Linked DNA regions of Cricetulus griseus: region 2 is linked to region 1. Evidence: chromatin contacts called from public Micro-C data. All regions are on one chromosome and are shown on one strand. The core of a region is the stretch at or near the end of the contact, and the rest is flanking DNA. Distances in the headings are between cores, read along the strand shown. Region 1 holds the start of LOC100770865 (surfeit locus protein 1). Region 2 has its middle 19 kb from the start of Slc2a6.

The links. Hi-C and Micro-C count contacts between places; a contact is called where the count stands out from the background.
Region 2: a contact with region 1 is called in a Micro-C map of the CHO-K1 cell line, with 2.4 times the contacts expected there. The contact joins the enhancer-like site here to the promoter of LOC100770865 in region 1. A contact is called at or near these places in 6 of 8 Hi-C or Micro-C datasets (the CHK-Q cell line, the CHL-YN cell line, the CHO-K1 cell line and 2 more).

The regions. Positions count from the first base shown.
Region 1 is chr6:138,597,543-138,600,242 of CriGri-PICRH-1.0, forward strand. LOC100770865 (surfeit locus protein 1) reads right to left here and starts at 1,255. Exons shown (of 9, transcript XM_027422992.2): 1 at 1,129-1,255; 2 at 884-935; 3 at 553-677; 4 at 391-473. The coding sequence starts at 1,203. It overlaps Surf2 (surfeit locus protein 2), which reads left to right and starts at 1,240. Exons shown (of 6, transcript XM_027422997.2): 1 at 1,240-1,371; 2 at 1,544-1,698; 3 at 2,267-2,370. The coding sequence starts at 1,294.
Region 2 is chr6:138,724,964-138,727,663 of CriGri-PICRH-1.0, forward strand. No RefSeq gene overlaps it. Among named protein-coding and RNA genes, the nearest start is that of Slc2a6, 19 kb to the left of the region's middle. Within about 2 kb of position 1,353, at least 2 of the 6 cell types and tissues checked have open chromatin away from gene starts, as enhancers often do. A contact at or near this core is called in the CHO-K1 cell line, where this site is marked.

The sequences.
Region 1 (2,700 bases), core at 5-2,504:
AGGAAGTGTTTCCACTTTACATAAATTAACAAAATGTGAGTCCAAACCACATATTACCTATCCCGTGGTTTGGACTCTCTTTAGAGGACACTTTTGTCACCTTCATATTGAGACCTATATTATCACCCACCGGTGCTACAAAGAACTATCACCACTATGGGGGATCCAGCAAGACCTGGAAAGGGAAATCTGGCATCAAATACACATCTTTCCTATATTGTTCCACGCTCTTTGGCAGCTTCATAAAGGCAATCAGCAGCCAGCCTAGTGGGAAATTTTGAGGATTCCTGCCCAAGGGCAGAGAAATTACTGAGAAGACAGAACCAAACAGAAGCCAGGGACCCACTGCTGCTACTAAATAGGATGGAATGGGTAGGCAGCCACACTCACTCTGCAGGCAGAGGGATGGGCTCAGCCATGACTCGAGACTCTAATTCTGCAATCAGTTTCAGCTTCCATTTCCGACGCTGGACCTACAGAAACAACGTGAGCTAAGCAAACAACAATGGGGCCCAAGGCCCAGCAACACCCAAATTAGAGGCCAGTCTTCACCTGCCAAGTCCCCAAGCCAAAAGCAGTAGCAGGGATGAGAAGCAGGAACCACTGGAGAAAAGAGCTGTCCTCTGCTTTAGTGGCGGCTGCTTCAGCTGTAGAACTGCTTGGCCTCCAGACCATCCCTGGAGAGAGTTTTACAATACTGGCATGGGGTCAGAAGCCCTAGAACTGTGTGGCCAACTCCTCGACAAGACTTAGGGTATGCCCGCAGAGGATGTAGGAAGGACAATTGTGCCCAATCCGCTCCCACTACAATACACCCAGTAGACCACAGCGGGCTGAATGAAGGCAGGTGTCCCAACCGCACCCAGGTCTGAGCCCTTCTCACCTGAGCGGAAAGAAAATCCAAGGACGCTCCCTCTGGCAACTCGGAGCGGGGCCTACAGGAACCCAACAGGGCACGGGGCTAAGTAAGCTCAGGGACGCCAAGCGCGAGCACCTGACGCTGTCCAACCCAGTCCCGCTCGACCCCAGGCAAATCTTTTTGGGCAAGGTCCTCCTCGACCCCATTCCATTCTCAGCTCGATTCTCCCGGCCCCTCTTGGGCAGGGTCCTCCCGGGTCCCGTGCTCACCAGCCCCGCGTAGGACGATTGGGGCCACCGCATCATCCGCTGCCGCAGCACAGCGAAAGCCATCACCGCGGCCATCTTTGAACACTTCCGGGACAGAGAAATCTGCTTCCGGGACGGCGCTCTGCCCCACGTGGGAGCAGCGGCGTCTGATGGGTGTTTCACATCATGGACGAACCATCTCCTGATGTGCGAGCTTTCCTGCGCCAGCACCCCAGCCTGAGGCTTCTGCCCAACACTCACAAGGTCCGGGGAGGAGTAGGGACTAGAAAGAACGGAACTCGGGAGGAGTGAGACCCGGAAGGACCGTTTCGGGGAGGAGTGGGACCCGGGAGTAGAAAGCAGTGGGACCCGGAGGACAGTGCAGGGGAGGGGCGGGGCTGGCAAGAACCACCTGCTGACAGGGCTCCATCTACAGGTGCGCTGCTCCCTAACTGGCCATGAGCTACCCTGCCGTCTGCCAGAGCTTCAGGTCTACACCCGCGGCAAGAAGTACCAGCGGCTGTCCAGAGCCTCCTCGGCCTTCGATTACACAGCGTTCGAGCCACACATCGTGCCCAGCACAAAGAATCCGTACGTAGGTGGCCGGCCAGCACCAGGGTGCAGAGCCTGTGCCCCGGTTCTGAGCATATAATGGTCTTCCACTGCCACTTGCCCTTGCATATAGTCACCCGAGGCCACAGTGCCGCTTTCACCGTTTGGTATTCCTATGGTTGTGTGGTTGATATATCCTCACATGGAACTCCCTGAGCCGGTTCCCCATACACGAACACTGGAGCAGTGTGAAACTGCAGTTTCTTTTTCTTGGGTGGGTGACAATCTGGGTCCTTATCCCATACGCTAATTGTGAAGCTGTTTTTGAAAGTAAGCCTTTGTAGCTTGGTTGGCCTGGAATTTGCTGTGTAAACCAGGCTGACCTCAACTCAGAGATCAACCTGCCTCTCTGCCTCCTGGATACTGGGATTATAAGCAGGCTACTATGCCCTGTGGTTGGGGAGTTTTTCAAAGTGCAGACACCTGAGACTAAATGCAGAGCATCCCCCGCAGAAAGGCAGGTGTTTGCAGCTTGCAGTCATGATGGAGCCCATAGGTCTGGTCCTTTGTATACACTGCCTCTCCGTATCATCTGTTTGCCCTGTAGGCACCAACTGTTCTGCAAACTCACCCTGAGGCACATCAACAAGTTTCCAGAGCATGTGCTGAGGCACACCCAAGGCCGGAGGTATCAGAGAGCACTTCATCAATGTAAGTCACCACCAGAGGCTCAGGCTTTAGGATGTATGTCCCCTGTCCCCAAAAGCCAGAAAGATGCCTTGATCGTCCTTCATTGTCCATTGTTGGTATACTTGGTTGGTTTTGCACATGAGGAGAGGGCCAGTGGCTCCTGACCTCACCACTGTAAAGCCACAAGTGGGCTGGGAAGGAGTTGTGGTGAGTGGTTTGGGACCTGTTGTTGCATAGCAGGAACAATCTCTGGGTGGCTCTCAAGCTGAGGCTGCAGAGCTAGAACTCCAAAGCAGGTCCAGAGTCATCTGACACTGCAGGAGAGCTTTGGGACTGTTATCAGGACCTAGA
Region 2 (2,700 bases), core at 103-2,602, 130 kb after region 1:
GGGGCGCCTCTATGTTGGGCCTGGAGCTCTGCTGCCGCCAGTTCACAGGGCCCACTGAGATGTGTTACTCCCTGGGCTGAGCAGCATTGCTGTGCACCCAGGCGGGAGGGTCCAGTCTCTTCTGCACCTCTCTCTTGCTTCTTTCTTCTCTCTCTAGGTAACACTATGGCAAGGAAGAGCCTTGCCCATCAAGGCTCTCCGTACTGCCCCTTCCAGTCCAGGCTCTTGTCCCTCCTGTTTAGAAGTCTAAACAACATATCTACATTTAACCCTCCAGTCCCTAGGGGCTGGGCCACAGAATGGCTACATGGTGTGGCCTGCAGCTCAGTGGCACTCCAGCTTGAAAATCCATCCCAGCTGTACTTGGAATGTGGGGCTATGTAAAGGACACCCTATCTTCTGGATCTAGATGTAGAAAGCCCCACACACTTGTCTAGGTAACTGATACTCCAGAACTTGTAGGTTCTCAGATGCAGGCTAGCCCCATACCAAGTAGCCTTTTAGAAATGCAGGAGGCACTCTTTTGGGTAGCTAGGGTCCCCAACTCCAAGACCCAGTGCTCCATCTAGTCTGTATGAAGCACCACATGCTTCAGCTTGCTCAAACTGCAGCTCAGGACTGGCATCTGCAGACGCTCTCCGCCCGCCCCCCCCCCATTCCATCCGCAAAGCTGGCTGGCCTGGTGCAGACTTGATGACCTGGAACCAGTTCCTGGCCTCTGGGAAGCCCAGCTGCAGCTGACTTGGCCTTCCCCCCAGCGGGAGCTGAAACCCTTGACTCCTCCAGTCACTGGCCCTGGCCACGCAGCAGCCAAGCCTCTGGGAAGGATTCCTGGGGGGTGGTGGCAGCTGGCTGGCCACTGTACAGGGCACGCATCCCTGCAAGACAGGCCCCCTCCTGGGAACTCCTGTCTGCCCGTCTTGCTCTGGATGACCGGGTGGTCTGGGAGGGGACAGATGTGAAACAAGCGCTCATGGGAGATCACACTGCAGGGACACAGGGTGTTTTAGGGACCACGCTGGAACAGGACTCGGTGTGCACCAGGAAGCCTGTGGTGATCAGAGCAAAGGGCATGAGGCAGTCAGGGCTAAGGTCATTTTTCACTCATCTTGGGCACAACAACCAACTTCCTTGACTTTTAGAAGCCTCCGCTGTGGAATTGGGGTGGCAGTTCAACCCACCAGGATGGGTCATCTCAGAAGTTAGATGGTCCATTTCCTGCGGCGGATTGGGAACAGCAGTGACCAAAGAGACACACATCAGGGACAGCAGGCTGCTATAATGGTCTTTTGTTTATCGGTGTGCCTGTAGTGTTCTGCCACATGTGGGTGACTGAGCAAGTTTCTGAACTCACCCTGAATCATCACTGACTGTATTGCCTGTGAGCTGAAAGGGGGTAGACCTTGAGACCGGAATGACAGAGTAGGGGAAGCTGCCTGTCCTGTTTACTTTCTGTGGATTTGAAACAAAGCTAGAGATACCCGGGAAGGAGGACCTCAACTGAAGAGTTGCCCCCAGTAGATTGGCCTGTGGGCATGTCTGTGGGACATTTTCTTGATATCTAACATGCAGGAGGGCCCAGTCCAGTGTGGGCCTGGGCTGTTTAAGAAAGGTCACTGAGAGAGCCATGGGAAACAAGCCAGTAACAGTATTCTTCTGTGGTCTCTGCTTCAGTTCCCACCTCCAGGTTCCGGCCTTGGCTTCCTTTGATGATGGGCTGTAACCTGTAAGCCAAACAAACCTTTTTCTGCCCCAAGTTGCTTTTGGTCATAGTGTTTGACCCAGCAATAGGAACCAATGAGCATTCTGCCTCTAGGAGGGATCCAGGCTTGAGTGGGCCAGCAGAGAGCTGCAGAGAAGTTCTGGAGCAGGGATCAGAAGTGGAGAGTGCATGGGTGTTCTAGGTATCCTGGTGGCATGGGTGGGAGGGCAGCTTCCTCAAGGCCTGGTTCACAAGCAGAAGAAGGCTGGGCATTGTGGAACATGATTCGGGGACAGCTTGACCGCTTTCTTCAGTTCCCACAGCAAGACTTCTAGCTCCTTCCAAGCCCTCCCTAGCTATCCCCCAGCCACTCTGGGAGAATGCCAGCACCCTGACCCTGCCTCACAGTCAGCCCCAGTTTGGGAAGGCATCAGAGAAAAGCATGCACGTTCCTCTGGTTGAGATAGAACTGTCCTCCCACCACAGACTGGGGGACTGCTTTGTCAACCTGGGATAGGGCCAGGCAAGCCCGAGGACACGCCGTCCCTTGGCCTGGCTTACTGGAGAGGGGCCCATGAAGGGAATGGTGTCTGACCCTGTGTTCCAGGCAGCGCTGGAGCAGTGTACTTGGATGCAGCTGTGCCCAGCTGTTCCCTGAATGACAGTGGGAGAAGTCAATGTCTTCCTCAGCATCTCTGCTGACCAAGGGGTCCCCCACCACAGGTGCCAGGCCCTCTAGGGGACCAATGACTCCTGAGTAATTGGACAGAGGCCAAGGCCTTTTGGCTTTCAGAGTTTGGGGAATGGCACTGGGGGCTCAGAAGTTGTGTTCATAGTTCTGGTGATGGCACCTTTCTCTCAGGCTTACAAAAGTCTGCCATTCCCTGTCTCCACCCTCTAAGGTTACAGCAGAGAAAAAGCACCGTGACCTTCATCCTCCATGCTCACAGAGGAGTCTTCTGGCCAAAGCTTTTCCCTAAGTCTCGCTTGCAGCATCT